Regions from separate parts of the Mus musculus genome. Here all the other regions are linked to region 3. A link is a contact called in public HiCAR-type, capture Hi-C and promoter capture Hi-C data. All regions are on one chromosome and are shown on one strand. Each heading gives the region's core, a stretch centred on a gene start, on an enhancer-like site or on the middle of the called end of the contact. The rest is flanking DNA. Distances are from core to core; before and after follow the strand shown. Region 1 holds the start of Frk (fyn-related kinase). Region 2 holds the start of Calhm6 (calcium homeostasis modulator family member 6). Region 3 holds the start of Hs3st5 (heparan sulfate (glucosamine) 3-O-sulfotransferase 5). Region 4 holds the start of Nt5dc1 (5'-nucleotidase domain containing 1). Region 5 holds the start of Lama4 (laminin, alpha 4).

Evidence for each region. Promoter capture Hi-C pulls out the DNA fragments that hold promoters and counts their contacts. HiCAR-type assays count read pairs that join an accessible place to other places. Capture Hi-C pulls out chosen DNA fragments and counts their contacts.
Region 1: a promoter capture Hi-C map of hippocampal neurons shows a contact between it and region 3, with 12 times the contacts expected there. The contact joins the promoter of Frk here to the promoter of Hs3st5 in region 3. A contact is called at or near these places in 5 of 39 promoter capture datasets (cranial neural crest, frontonasal cranial neural crest, hippocampal neurons and 2 more) and 1 of 9 other capture datasets (embryonic stem cells).
Region 2: a contact with region 3 is called in a promoter capture Hi-C map of hippocampal neurons, with 4 times the contacts expected there. The contact joins the promoter of Calhm6 here to the promoter of Hs3st5 in region 3. A contact is called at or near these places in 2 of 39 promoter capture datasets (cranial neural crest and hippocampal neurons).
Region 4: a HiCAR-type map of astrocytes shows a contact between it and region 3, with 9 times the contacts expected there. The contact joins the promoter of Nt5dc1 here to the promoter of Hs3st5 in region 3. A contact is called at or near these places in 4 of 39 promoter capture datasets (cranial neural crest, frontonasal cranial neural crest, hippocampal neurons and 1 more), 3 of 115 datasets of contacts at active chromatin or transcription factors (astrocytes, embryonic forebrain and forebrain) and 1 of 9 other capture datasets (embryonic stem cells).
Region 5: a capture Hi-C map of embryonic stem cells shows a contact between it and region 3, with 7 times the contacts expected there. The contact joins the promoter of Lama4 here to the promoter of Hs3st5 in region 3. A contact is called at or near these places in 1 of 39 promoter capture datasets (hippocampal neurons) and 1 of 9 other capture datasets (embryonic stem cells).

What each region holds. Positions count from the first base shown.
Region 1 is chr10:34,482,120-34,484,819 of GRCm38.p6, forward strand. Frk (fyn-related kinase) reads left to right here and starts at 1,281. Exons shown (of 9, transcript NM_010237.3): 1 at 1,281-1,469; 2 at 1,626-2,250. The coding sequence starts at 1,886.
Region 2 is chr10:34,126,609-34,129,308 of GRCm38.p6, forward strand. Calhm6 (calcium homeostasis modulator family member 6) reads right to left here and starts at 1,364. Exons shown (of 2, transcript NM_175449.4): 1 at 783-1,364. The coding sequence starts at 1,301.
Region 3 is chr10:36,505,433-36,508,132 of GRCm38.p6, forward strand. Hs3st5 (heparan sulfate (glucosamine) 3-O-sulfotransferase 5) reads left to right here and starts at 1,375. Exons shown (of 5, transcript NM_001253356.1): 1 at 1,375-2,183.
Region 4 is chr10:34,417,248-34,419,947 of GRCm38.p6, forward strand. Nt5dc1 (5'-nucleotidase domain containing 1) reads right to left here and starts at 1,304. Exons shown (of 12, transcript NM_176968.5): 1 at 1,114-1,304. The coding sequence starts at 1,206.
Region 5 is chr10:38,964,143-38,966,842 of GRCm38.p6, forward strand. It overlaps Lama4 (laminin, alpha 4), which reads left to right and starts at 1,373. Exons shown (of 38, transcript NM_010681.4): 1 at 1,373-2,007. The coding sequence starts at 1,813.

The DNA.
Region 1 (2,700 bases), core at 31-2,530, 2.0 Mb before region 3:
AATCCCAGCATTCGGGAGGCAGGAGGCAGGCAGATTTTGAGTTCGAGGCCAGGCTGGTCTACAAAGTGAGTTCCAGGACAGCCAGGGCTATACAGAAAAACCCTGTCTCGAAAAAACCAAAAACCAAAACCAAAAACAAACAAACAAACAAAAATTTAGAATAGCAAAGGGTTTGGAGTCTTAAATCCACTTAAAGTTGAGTTTGGGTCCACCTGTGCTTAGTAGACCTTCTCATTCTTTCTGTTTCTACATCATGTAGATGTCCCAGGAAAGACCACAGCATCTGTAAGCCATGTTTAAAGAAATCAAGAAGATACCACACTTTCACAGTTCATGGTGTTTGGTACAGAATATTTGTTATGATTCATTGGTATCATGATCACTATTTTCATTTCTGTGTAAAATAAGGAATTACACGTGCAGTCTGTTTTAGGTCTCATGGTATTAAAATAAAACAAAATATGTCTCAGAATTTGGCTTTATGTGTGTGTGTGTGTGTGTGTGTGTGTGTGTGTGAGCCATGTGTGATGGATATGTGTCTATGTATGGGTGTACATATATGTGGAAGACAAAGAACATTGCGGCCTGCTTTGTCATTTGCAACCTTATTTCCCTTAAGAAATGGTCCCCTCCCGAGGTTGCCTGTTTCCATTTTTTTCTGCTGGCCCTCAGTGCTGCAGTCCCAGAATGTCTATCTTAACCTGAGCCTGAGTTGTTCTGAGGTCTCACCACAACCCCACGGAGTCAGCATGACTATGGACCTGAAGTCCAACTTGAAGAGACAGCATCTCTACAAATGCTCTTATCAGCCTGCCACCTGTTTCTCCTGTGTGTGCTTGGGTACACGTGCTACAGAAATAGCGATGTAAGGGGTCAGGAATGAGATGTCTCTGTGGGAAAAAGCAGCCTTTCGGGTTCTCAGCATTTTGCCCAGCTGCTTTGCTACTCTTTTTTTTTTCACCAGAAACTTCTGAGGCTATTAAAATCTATTCCTAGTGATTAAAAAAAAAAATGGTAGGGACTCAAAGGCTCTTTTTCAATTGCCACATGTCTGGCAGATCCTACCTAAACACCCAGTTTTCTCCTTTTAAAATTTTCTCTACCAGTATCAAAACAATCCTACTCATATTTGTGAGGAAATAAATCTCTGCCTTGCATTCTGTGTAGGGAATATAGCAAGACAGATAGCCATCTGGGCTAGCCTGTTTCTCTGGGTTTTGGCTGCTTTAAGAATCTGGCTTCTTGGTAAGGGGGCTGGTCTATCCTGGGTGTGGGAGGAGGGAGCGGGAAAGCTGACCTGGGAGTTCCTTTTAGATCAGACAAAAAGAAACCAGGAAGTTAGGAGGAATTATTACAGTCTGTACAGCTCAGGATGTTAAAGGCGATAACCTCCACGGCCTGGTTATTCATTAGCAAGAAGGAAAGCTCCGGAGAGAGCAGAACTCTCTCAGCTGCAGGCTTGAAGCAGGGTGAGAGCAGCTGGAGCAGGCCGGGCTGGGAGCTTGTTCCTGGAGTTAGTCTCTCTCTAACTTTTTCCGGGGACAGAGGGAGAGGTGGCTGTTCTTTGTTCTCAAATGTCCCTCTAAATAAAACCCTTTTTATTTTACTTATTGTTCGGTGCCCAGGCAGTCAGGAAGAAGCACCTTCCCACTGGACCTCCAGCTCAGTCCTCTCTTGGTTTTGCCTCAGGGCAGCAGCTACAAACAGAAAGCCAGCTGTGAGTGTCTTGGCCAAGCCCAGATCTGCCGGAGAGAGGAGAGATCCGAAGCGGGAGGTATGGTGAGTTGCAGCTGATTTGGAAGCTGCCTGGTGGAGGACCGTGGCTCTGTACAGCTTGTGGGGAGAGGACTATCCTCTCCTACAACTACTAAGCTAGAACAACACCATGGGCAGCGTCTGTGTGAGACTCTGGGCATACCTGCAGCCTTTTCTCCCGTGCTGGTCTCAAGAGGCAGACAAGTCAGTAGTAATTGAGAATCCAGGGGCCTTCTGTCCCCCAGAGGCTCCCAGGTCACAAGAGCCCGAGAGAAGCCATGGCCAGTATTTTGTGGCTCTGTTTGATTACCAAGCACGTACTGCAGAGGACCTGAGCTTCCGTGCCGGCGACAAACTCCAAGTCTTGGACACTTCGCATGAGGGCTGGTGGTTGGCCAGACATTTGGAGAAGAAGGGAACCGGCTTAGGTCAGCAGCTACAGGGCTACATTCCTTCCAATTACGTGGCGGAGGACCGGAGTCTCCAGGCAGAGCCGTGAGTAGCACCGGCCATACTTTTTTCTTGATTCTTTCGGGGTTGGATACTGAACTCTGACTCTCCTTCCTTCCTATCCACGGACTCTCATTCACAGATCGGTCCAGTGTATGGAAAGGCATTCTAGAAGCTGTTAATTGAAGCATGTCTTTCTCGCAAAGTGAGAGAGAACTGCTAAAATGACTTTGATTATAGTGGGCACACCTATGGTCCATCTAATACTCTCCCTCTGCCTCACTTTCAATAGAACTACATTTTCATTTACGGGCAGCTATAGTCTCTCCTAAACCTACTTTCAAATCTAAAATCGGAGGCTATTTGTTTAGTTAGTGTAAACTTTCCAAGCATTCCAAACTAATGCTACAAATCCTGCAGTTGACCACAACCATTTCCATTATGGTAGGCTCACAAGTGGGCTAATTTACAAAGACAACAAAACAACTACACAGT
Region 2 (2,700 bases), core at 114-2,613, 2.4 Mb before region 3:
ATTATAAAAATTTAAAAGCCCGAGATAAAGTATTTACTAAACTATTTACCAGCTTTGATAGTGAACAAGTCTTGTCTTAAGCCCTTTAGAAAAAGAACTGTTGGTAGTAATTATCCTCCACCAGCTGGGCGGCGGTGGCGCACACCTTTAATCCCAGCACTTGGGAGGCAGAGGTAGGCAGATTTCTGAGTTCAAGGCCAGCCTGGTCTATAGCCTGAGTTCCAGGACAACCAGGGCTGAACAGAGAAACCCTATCTCGAAAAAAAAAGAAAAAAGAAAAGAAAAGAAAGAAAGAAAAAAACAAAACAAAAAAACTATCCTCCACCACACACACACACACACAACACAGTACAACAACCCTACTGCTGTTTTAGAAAGTCAACAATAGTCCATTAGTCCAAGTCATGTAAAATATACAAAAAAGAGCTCACGTATCACTCCCCTGTAACTGAAAATGTGGGGCTTCTAGAAAGGGTACTCATTATAAAGAGCATCTCCTCCTCCCGCGCCCCGGGGCTTTCTAAATGTGTGGATAGTGTGTTTGGGGCTGGCAAGATAGGTTCTAATGTAATAATGCTTCTAGTTTTCCCAGAATATACAAAATTCACCTGTCCTGAGGCTTTGCTACACAGTGGAAGGAAACACTAAAGAATAACATAAAAAGTACTTCGGCTCCTACTGAGGGGACAAATTTCCCTATTTAAATATTCAGTCCCTGGTCTAGAGAAAAGTCACTGACTTCCTCGCGCCTCTGAGCCTCCCCATCGCTCCCAGAGCCTGACCTGAGACTGAGCCTTGAGCTGGCTCAGGATCTCCTGCATTTCCACCTTCTGCTTGTTGCAGGGAGCCTGCGGTAGCGTGGCATTGCAGTTGGGGTCGCGGCCCTTGCACAGGTATGGCGCCAAGCGCGCGCTCCCGCTGACAGCACATTGGTAGAAAGAGCCCTCGAGCAGCGCCACGGCCACCCAGGTGAGGGGCGCGAATGCCGCGGTCATGCTGAGCTGGGCGCACACGAACGCGCTGCGCAACCCCGAACTGAATCGCGCGCTCCGGGAGCAGCAGCCGGTGAGCAGGCGCCATGTGCGCGCGCTCAGCGCATATCCCAGGAGGAAAAGCGCGAGGGCAGGCACCAGCAGGAACACCAGGCCGTAGGGCAGGTTCCAGGTGGCAGTGCAGGGACACTGGAACACCACTGAGGAGAAGATCTTCTCCCCACCAGCCGTCAGTAGGGTCACCAGGCTATAGCCCAGGGCGTTGCGGTGCTTTCTCTGCAGGTCCAGCACTGCCTTGAACTTTTCCATGGGTTCTGCTCACACTGGACACCCCACAGGCTCTGCTTCTCAGGAAGGTTGAGTGAACCGTGTACTGTACTTTACATCGTGCTTTGAAGCAACTTTCAAAAAGGAAACCCTTCCGGGTTTCACTTTCTTTTTTTTCAATCACACCAGTTCTGGTAAAGTCCCACAAATAAAGTCCCTGTGATCTTTGATCTCCTAAGATCCACTCCACATCCCAAGACTGTAGGGAGCAGAAAAGTCCTGAGCAAAGAGAAGATCTGAATGACTGTGTATCTCAACATGGGCAGCCTGTGAGACTGATTGGTCCATGTAAATTCGCAGGAGCCATTACCCGTACAGGTCACAGTCAAAAGTAACAGCAAAGCTGTCCTTGGGAGTCTGAGTATGTTTATAAACAGTTGACCGGTGCATGTAAAACTAGCAATTGCAGCCTTCTCCTGGAAGTTTATAGGCTGTGACTTCTGCCCTACAGAGATGGCTTCCCAATCTAACCCCTTTTCCGTGCTGTACCTAATATACAAGCTAAGGGGAGACCCACCTGACCCCCGCCTCATTGTGTCTGCATGCCTGCTCCTTTTTCGTTCTTTCTTAGCCCCTAGCCAGCCTTCCAGGATCCAAACTGCAAAGGACAGAGCAGAAGGCTGAGGTCCCAGTCACATGACTCCCTCAGTTCTGGAACGCTTTCAAGAAAACTCCGGTTCTGTTTCTTTGCTTTCCTCCAACCCAAAGTGACCTCTTACAGTGTAGGCAGATGACCAAGCTCGGAAAACTTCTGAATTTTTCTCTATTGCAGCAGCCCTAATGCCAAAGCCAAGTCCCAGTTACAAAAACCCACAACATTTACAGGAAACAGGAACATTTCATTTTTCTTTCATAAGCTAAACCACAGTAAAACTGAGAGTGAGAGATGTCTTTAATCCTAGCCTTTAATCGTAGCATTGGGAAGGCAGAGACAGACAGGTGGATCTCTGTGAGTTCAAAGCTAGCCTGATCTATATCTGGAATTCCAGGGCAGCCAAAACTCTACCGTGAGACCAACCCTGTTCCAAAACAAAACAAACAACAACAGCACAGAAACCAAAGCAGAATGCTAGTTAAACCAAACAGTTTTTAAGTTGAAGCTACATCTAACATGACTCCTGTTTTCATTCCCCTCCTGGTAGTTCTTCTGATACAAACTCTAAGCAAGGCTGTGACATTGAACTCTACTATTTCATAACTCCCAATGAAGTGGAGAAAGCTAGAAAGAGCACGAGCTTTGAGCTCAGGCATTCTGTAAGTCCAGCAGCTGATGAGAAAACTGCATTTGGTGCATGTACATGGCAGAAAGAGTGATCAGTTTGGCAGGTTACAACTTACTCTCCTTTTCCCTGAGAATGTACAACAGTTAACTTTATTGCAT
Region 3 (2,700 bases), core at 125-2,624:
TTTTTTGAGTAGATGGTAAATAAGTTTATGGAAATTTAACTTATCTCTTCTGGAACTCAACAGTCGTGTCGTCCCCCCCCCCCCCCCCAGGCTGATAACTTAAAAATGGACTTTGAGATCTGAGCTCATGACCTTTGAGGATAATGATAAAGATGGGTCCCTGAAAGAAAGTGGGGCTGCTTCAAAATGAGAACCCAGAAACACGCTGTCTTATGGATTGCTGCCTACCTTTCATTTCTAGATAGACAGAATTAACACAGTGTGGTTGCAGTAACAGAAAGGATTGATATGCCGATTCTTTCTACTCTAGTGCACTGAGCAATAATATTGTGATGTCTTCCTAAAGGACTTGTACATTTGTGCAATGAAAAGTATTCAAGAAGCAGACTACCTCTACAGAAACAACCAGAGAAAGAAGGAATGGAAGGATAAACCATGTTTGATTATTTGTTCAGGCTACCCCCATGAGAGGGGGTAGTAACAATTTCCTTGTAATTGTGGTTAGTCAGGGATGCTTTTTGAGAATAGAAATTAGGAGGGAAGCACCGTAAATAAGCTTCCAGGTGGGCCCTCTTCCACCAGCAAAGAAGCTGAATCCAGCAAATCGACTCAGTTCCCTGGCCTGCCATTTTGCTGGAGGCAGAGGCTAGGACAGAGGAACTAAATTCGAAAGGTGAGTGTGCCTCTGGGTTTTGGAACTCCAGACCCACATGAAGGCTGAGACCAGAGCTCCTCTTTCCTACTAGGCAGTGATCGCCCCCTGTGACTCTGAAGGCACACAGCAGCCCAAAGCACCGTGGCTGACGCCACCAGCCCCTCCTATCCTCTGGCACTCTCACCTGGCATGCTGAAGTCAATGTAGTCTCTCTGGAAACCTGTGTGACCCCTCTCAAGCTCTGGGTCTGACTCCCAACTATCACAGCAGAGATCTGTCACACCTCCTCAGGAACCCGGTCTCTTCAATCTCTAAGTATCAAATTAATTATCTGCCAGCCCAGTAACCCATTCAAGGTTCTCAAAGCTGTGATCTTAGATTGCTCAGGAGCCCTGACCACCCACCTTACAGCTACAGCGTGCTAGCCAAAGCTCTCCGCTCCCGGGTGGGACGTGTTGTGGCCCAGCCTCATGTCCTCCGCCTCCCAGTATATCCTCTTCCCTCTTCAACCCCTAAGGCCAGGCCCTGCCCCTGCCTATTGGAGCTATGGTGCCTGCTCCCACCTCCGTTCCAAAGACACCTGCGCTCCATTCCCCACCCTTTTCCTCCTCCCCCTTTTCCTCTAGGTCCCTCTGCTGCCTTTAGGAGCACAGGAGCGGCTACGAGGGGAGGAGCAGAAGAAGGAGGGGAGCGCGAGGAGGAGAAGGGGCGGGGTGGGTGGGATGAGAGCTGGGAGGGTGTGGACTGGCAGCCACTCTGCAGCTGGCCGCCAGGGACCTGGTCCCTCCCGCGAGCCGAAGTGATGGAGGGGAAGATATCTTCTTAGACATACGCGCGCGCGCACATCCCGCTGGGCACGTCTCCGGGAGGCTGCAGCCGGCTCCAGCGCGCCAGGGACCGGGCGGCGGCTGTGACAGCGCGAGAGGCGGGGAGTCCGCGGTCCGCACAGCTTGGCACAGGCCACCGGAGTACGCAGGGAAGGAAGATCTCAGCCTCACTGACTGTTGCTCTTTTGGAGGCATCTCCAAGGACCGAGCTTTCTGAGATTGTCACTGCGGACGCCCGAGGCTTTGCCCCTCGCCTGCGGAGTCCGGGTCAGCGTCGGTGCCCGCGCCGGGCGAGGAGAATGCGAACCTCCTCCCGCAGAGCTCCTGCGGTCCCCTTCACTGCGCGAACTAAGGCTCCCGCAGCTGCCCCTGGCGTGCTCGCGCCGCGGGAGCGCGCCCTGCCGCACCTGGCTCCAGTCTCCTAGGGAAGTGCGGGAAACGTGCCCTAAACTCCACTACTTCTCTTCCCCTCCTTTGGCTTGCAGCTCCCCGCCCAGGACACCATAGCCGCCTCTGTCGCCGCCCGAGTGGAAGCCCGGGTACTGTGCTGCTTGTTTGCTCTGCTCGCCGGCTTGCTCCTAGCTGAGCATCCCAAACTACTGGACAACTGCCACTGCGATCGCGGGAACCACTTGGTGACCCGGGGCGACTGGCCTGGGCCACCACTTTCCAAGCCGAGGCTGTCACCACTAGGGACGAAGGTGAGTGAGCACTGCGCGCTGCTCGCCTGGTGCGGGAGAGAGGGTAGGGGGCTCGAAGCTCGGACTTTCTGAATTTAGGAGAAAGTGATAAGCGAAGTCACCTAGAGGAGGCATCCTTTTGCCCCACTCACTTTGTAGGGCGCGGCTTTTCTAGGCGCCTCCTGGGGAAGACTTTGAGCCTCTTGCTGGGGTAGGGGTTAAACTAATAGGACAAGAGAAACAGAAGGAGCAATTGCTTGAGCGAATTTAGCAGTCTGCCTCCAAGACTGTCCCCCCCGCCCTTCTGTCTGCCTGTCTGTCTTGCTCTGAGACCTACATCCAGCGCTCCCCTAGAATCAGATGCAGAACGCACAGTCACTGATGATGATCGCTCACAGTTTGGGATTCTGCTTGGCCACTTCTCCGCTAGTTGTGTACTGTTATTTGAAGTTATACGGTGGCTTTAAGGGGAGTGGGCTGCCCTGAAGTCCACGCAAAAAGCAGACAGGGTGAGCAGAGGTAGTTCCACTACCGCGGA
Region 4 (2,700 bases), core at 54-2,553, 2.1 Mb before region 3:
AATACAGATGAAGGGCATAAGATGAACCAGACTGGAATCTGAACGCCGTGGAAGGAAAGAAATTAGCACCCAGAGAACACTCTGAAAGAGTAGCCAAAGGACCAAGACTTAAATGTCTTTAAACTATGAGAAAGGAAATGAGATCTGTGCAACTGGCAAGCAAAACAGAGCCCCAGCAGGGACACACACCTTTTTTTTTTTTTAAAGCATCTGTATGCTTGAAAACACACCGGAGTGATTCAGGAGCCTCATTTTTGATTTTGGAGAATCTGACCAACTGGGGCACTGACAGGACTACACTGACTGTGGTCTGCACTAGTGATGTGGTGGGTGCTAACCGTAATAGCAAACAATCGGCTGCACACTTAATCCTCGAAAGGTTAATTGAGAAGGAACCCAGATTATTTGCCCAGTGTCACAGGGCTAGGCACTTGGTGCCAGGGTCCCGAACCAGGGACTTTGACTGCAGAGTCCTGCTTAGACTTCTCACTGTGATATTCTTAATTCTTTAGTTTCTTGTGAACCCAAAGGGTCAGAGAAAGCAGGGCGATTAAGATGAGGGTATAAGCCTACAAATAAAGCAATCTAATCCCCTCATATTCTGGGTAGATTCTGTTGAGATTACAACTTTATTTAAAACGCACAGATCAAGTAGTACGTGCACAATAAATGCTTGTTTTCTTCTCTTGGTAAAGACAAAAGGAGGTCTAAGATGTTAACGACTTCTCCCAGTGTTTCTCACAATACTATTTATTATACAGTCTCTCCCTGTATGAAATACTTAAACTCTGACAGGTGATTACTTGGGTGTGCAAAAGGAAAGATGCAGCCATGTTTTCTTGAAGTTCAAAACAAGTGGCTGTACCCACTCAGCTGGTGCCCAGAGGAGTTGGAAAAAATAATAGGGCCTGGGATCAACAAATGACACACAAAGCCCCTGACCCCGCTTTTTCAGGGTTCTACAAGTCGGCTTCCCGGCTCGGTCTTGCGCTATCTTCTGCCCCTGGCTTCCTCCTCAAGACCGCAGAACCCCTGAAAGTACACTTCCGCCCAGCGGCCGGGGACCTACGACACTCTACACAGCCGCCTTTAGAGGCTGTCCGTGCCACTCACCCGGGCGCTCTCGGGCAGGTTGTAGCGGCACAGCGTGTGGTCGAGATCGAAGCCGACCACGTCGCAGGCGCCCAGGGAGAAGTGCTGAGCCATGGCAGGGCAGCGGCGGGTAACGCAGACCGGAAGGCCGGTAGAGCATGCGAGAAGTTGCCGGGACTCTACAAGCGTAACTCGCAGGCAGGACGCGGAGCGGGGCGGGGCTTGACGGGGCGGGGCTTGACGGGGCGGAGCTTGGCGGGGCGGAGGCTTATATAAGACAGACGGGCGGGGCGTGGTCTGGTCGGGAGGAGCTAGTCAAGTAGGGCGGGTTCTGAGCACACTCCCGCGTCTCCAAGTCAGTGGCCTGTCTGCCTCCTGGATCGCCCCAGTTTTGCTGGCTGGTTCAGGCCAGTTCCACGGCTTGCTTCCAGCTAGTACAGTGCAGCAGGAGCTAAAATGCTCAACTAGGACCCTGCTAGCCAATGTCCTTAATGTAGCTTAAGGTTTCACAGAATTAGTGGGAATTCTCGTTCATTTTTCAGGCGCCACACTACTAAATGATACCAGTGAAACCTCATCCCTTGAGGCTTGAGTGTGGGAGCAGTGTGTGAGAAAATTATGAGCACAAATAACTGTTGGACCCTGTGATGGTTTGTATATTCTTGGACTAGGGAGTGACACCATTTGGAGGTGTGGCCTTGTTGGAATAGGTGTGACCAGGTTGGAATAGGTGTGTCACTGTGGGCGTGGGCATAAGATCCTCACCCTAGTTGCCTGGAAGTCAGTCTTCCACTAGCAGCCTTTGGATGAAGACATAGAACGCTCAGCTCTGCCTGCACCATGCCTGCCTGGATGCTGCCATGCTCCCACCTTGATGATAATGGACTGAACCTCTGTACCTGTAAGCCAGCCCCAATTAAATGTTGTTTTTTATAAGACTTGCCTTGGTCATGGTGTCTGTTCACAGCAGTAAAACTCTGACTAATACAGACCCCTTTAGCATACAGTTTGGTAAGTGGACTTTGAAAGTTGAATCAACAGCTTTATTACTCTATAGTTTGGTAATAAGACATGAAAGACATTCCTGGCATCATTTCAGCCATTGGAATGCATTAAAAAATATATTACGTATTATGGAAGACCACCTTACCAAAAACACCAAGGCTGGTTGTATTAGTCAGGGTTCTCTAAAGACACAGAACTTATGGAATGAGTTCTCTATATATTAAAGGAATGTATTGTGATGACTTATAGTCTGTAGTTCAACTCACCGAGCATTGGTCAACTGTTAATAGGAATTCGAAGAGTTTGGTAGTTGCTCCGTCCCGTGAGGCTAGTTGTTTGAACTGGTCTTCTGTAGAAGTAGGTCTTGTGAGACTAGGCTGGGGCCTAGCAAACACAGAAGTGGATGCTCACAGTCAGCTATTGGATGGATCACAAAGCCCCCAATGGAGGAGCTAGAGAACATATCCAAGGAGCTAAAGGGATCTACAACCCTATAGGTGGAACAACAATATGAACTAACCAGTACCCCGGAGCTCTTGACTCTAGCTGCATATGTATCAAAAGATGGCCTAGTCGGCCATCACTGGAAAGAGAGGCCTATTG
Region 5 (2,700 bases), core at 123-2,622, 2.5 Mb after region 3:
CAGGTCCAGTGTCTTGGCATCATTACTATAATACCAGACTACTCCACCATTGCCAAATGCATGTGACAATGACCACTTAGCTATCGGCATGAAATTAAATAAAATAACTCATGCAAACTGTTGGTGCATAGAAAGCACTCCAAAAGTGAAAGAGACCACCTACCCCCCACCCCCACCCCCACTATCTCTATGTCCCAGCTCAGGCTTTATCTTATCAGTTTTGGTGTTACAAACTTGAATCAGAGCTTCAGGCCAAGAAGGCTCATATTTAAGCTTCAATTCAGCTTTCTATCAGCTGGGTGGCCCTGGGGAATCGCTCATTCTTCTTCCACAGCAAGGAAATAAAAGCCCTACTATGCGAGAATGCTGTGGTGTTTACAAATGTGTGGAAAGTGGCTGGCACATGGTAGAGAATAAACAGTTGCTTATGTGTATAGCTTTAGAGCCAACAGCCCATTCGGTGAAATGGGGCTCATGATAATGTTCACAGAGTTGCCTTACTGTGTAATTATAATTCCCAATACCTTAAAACTGGCCTGAGTGTCATTATATGGCTATCTTGCTCATCTGATCATTTTTAAGCACTTTGGGGCCTTCCCTCCAGAGATACCTAAAGCTCTGACCTGAAGCCCATGGAAATAAAGGCACCTATCACTGGCAGTGGATACTAGTCAGCTCAAGGGCAGCCCAGCGTAACTGCAGCCTGAGTTCTATGGAAGCCTTGGAAAGGTTGCATGATTCAGACAAATGTTGTAGGCATGAGATTGCAGGCCAAGAGGAAGAGGTCGGGCTACTATGAGCTGTGGGTCGCATATTCGACAGGCTCATACACTGCATGCCTTGTTCTGGGTCCTTCACAAAGCACCTCTTTAGGGAAAACAAGATGTTCTTTGTAAATAAAAGTTCATGCATTTCAATAATGAAGTCATTTTCTAGTACTGTAGTGAAAGATATTCTCTCCAGCCCTCTGGGTGAGGACTCCACAGAGGAAGAGGAGTGGCCAGTGAAGAGCCACAGGCTATCCCTAGAAAAGGAGAGGAGAACGCATCCAGAAATGGACACCATGCCTCTGGCTCCTGAGGTCATCTACCTCAGGTTCCCTCCCGCCCCTGGAATCCTTTTTCCACCCACTTTCCTGTACACTAGTGGGGGCCACATACAAATCTATATAAATATAGATCAGACATCCGGCGCCTTGGCTGCGTAAATAAGGGATGTGGGGAAGCAATCAGGAACGCTGAATATTCATTTCGAGTCCTTGGAGAGACTCCAAACTGCGAGGGGGAGGGGGAGGGGGAGGCGGCGTCTAGGAAAGGCCTGACCTCGGGGTCTGAAAGCCAACTTGAAGTGGGAGGGCCTGGAAGGGGAAGGTGGAAAGGGAGTGGTGAGAATGAGTGTGGGAAGGAAGCCAGAGCCGCGCCGACCTCAGTCCCAGCCGCCAGGGAGAGGAGGTGGCCAGGAGCGCTCGCCTCGCTCATGCCAGTCTGCTCCCCTGCCTTTTGATGTTCACAGGGCGCTAGCTCCATCCATCTGTAAGTCCCAGAACCCAAGTCTCAGGAGCGGCGGGAGACCGGAGACAAAGTGAGAGAGGTGGATGGAAGCGAAAGACAAGCAGGAGAGAGAGAAGAGACCACGCTGACTCTCACTCCCTCTTCTTTAATACAACAAAGTTGCAACTTGGGCTCCTGGATCTAAATACCGCAGGTCCAGAGAAGACAAAACACCAGGCATCACTGCATCTCTTAGGGGGTACCCACCAAGACCTCCAGGTCCTTCACTCCAGGAAGGGCCCTGTTGAATATCTGCAGAGAGATGGGTTGGAGCACAGCTTGGTGCTCAGTCCTGGCCCTGTGGCTCCTCTGGTGTGCTGTCTGCTCCAACGCAGCGTCAGGGGACGGCAATGCGTTTCCTTTTGACATCGAGGGGAGCGCAGTGGTCGGCAGGCAAGACCCATCGGAGACTAGCGACTCAGGCGTGACACTGGGACGCCTGCCGCCTGCTGCTGAGGTACAGTACCCCCTGCCTTTGCCAACCCGCTCCACACCTGTGTCTACCGTGTCTATGGGCTGGGCCACAATCCTCTTTCTCTCTCCCCATCTGTTTGATAACCTAGGCTTTCATCTGGGCTAGGTCTCCTCAGTTGAAATAAAGGGCTCTGTTTTGAAAGTTTGACTTGGACGTCAGTTGAAAGTTGAGGCTTCCAGTGAGAGTACCCTTCATGTCTGCGTGGGTCTGTTAGACTACATGAGAAATGTATGCAGTATGCAGTGGTGGTCTTTTGGTGTGTTCCAATAGCCATTTTGTCAAACCTTGGCACTTACTGTAAGTGCCCCCTCTCTGTCTCCCTGCTCCTCTTTGCTGTTTGAACAATGAGAGCAATATCACTAAAAAGACCTATCCTGTCTCAAACTAAACAAAAGGTCTTCTGCAAGGCTGGGGTGCTGGGGGTGGGGGTTGTCTGTGAAGGAAGCTGTTAGAAAATTTCAGGGCAGATACCTTAAACAAAAGCAGACCATTCTAATCCAGAAGCAAGATTAAGTCAAGCTCCACTCCCAAAGTAAAGCTGATCAGGATATACTACTGGTCTAAGGTTTATTCAGTGAGCTACTGTTTTTATATATCAAGAGACTTTTCAGTTGAGAAATGGCTGAACTGTAGACATTGGAGGAGAAGGATGGGTCCACAGTAAGTGATTTAAGA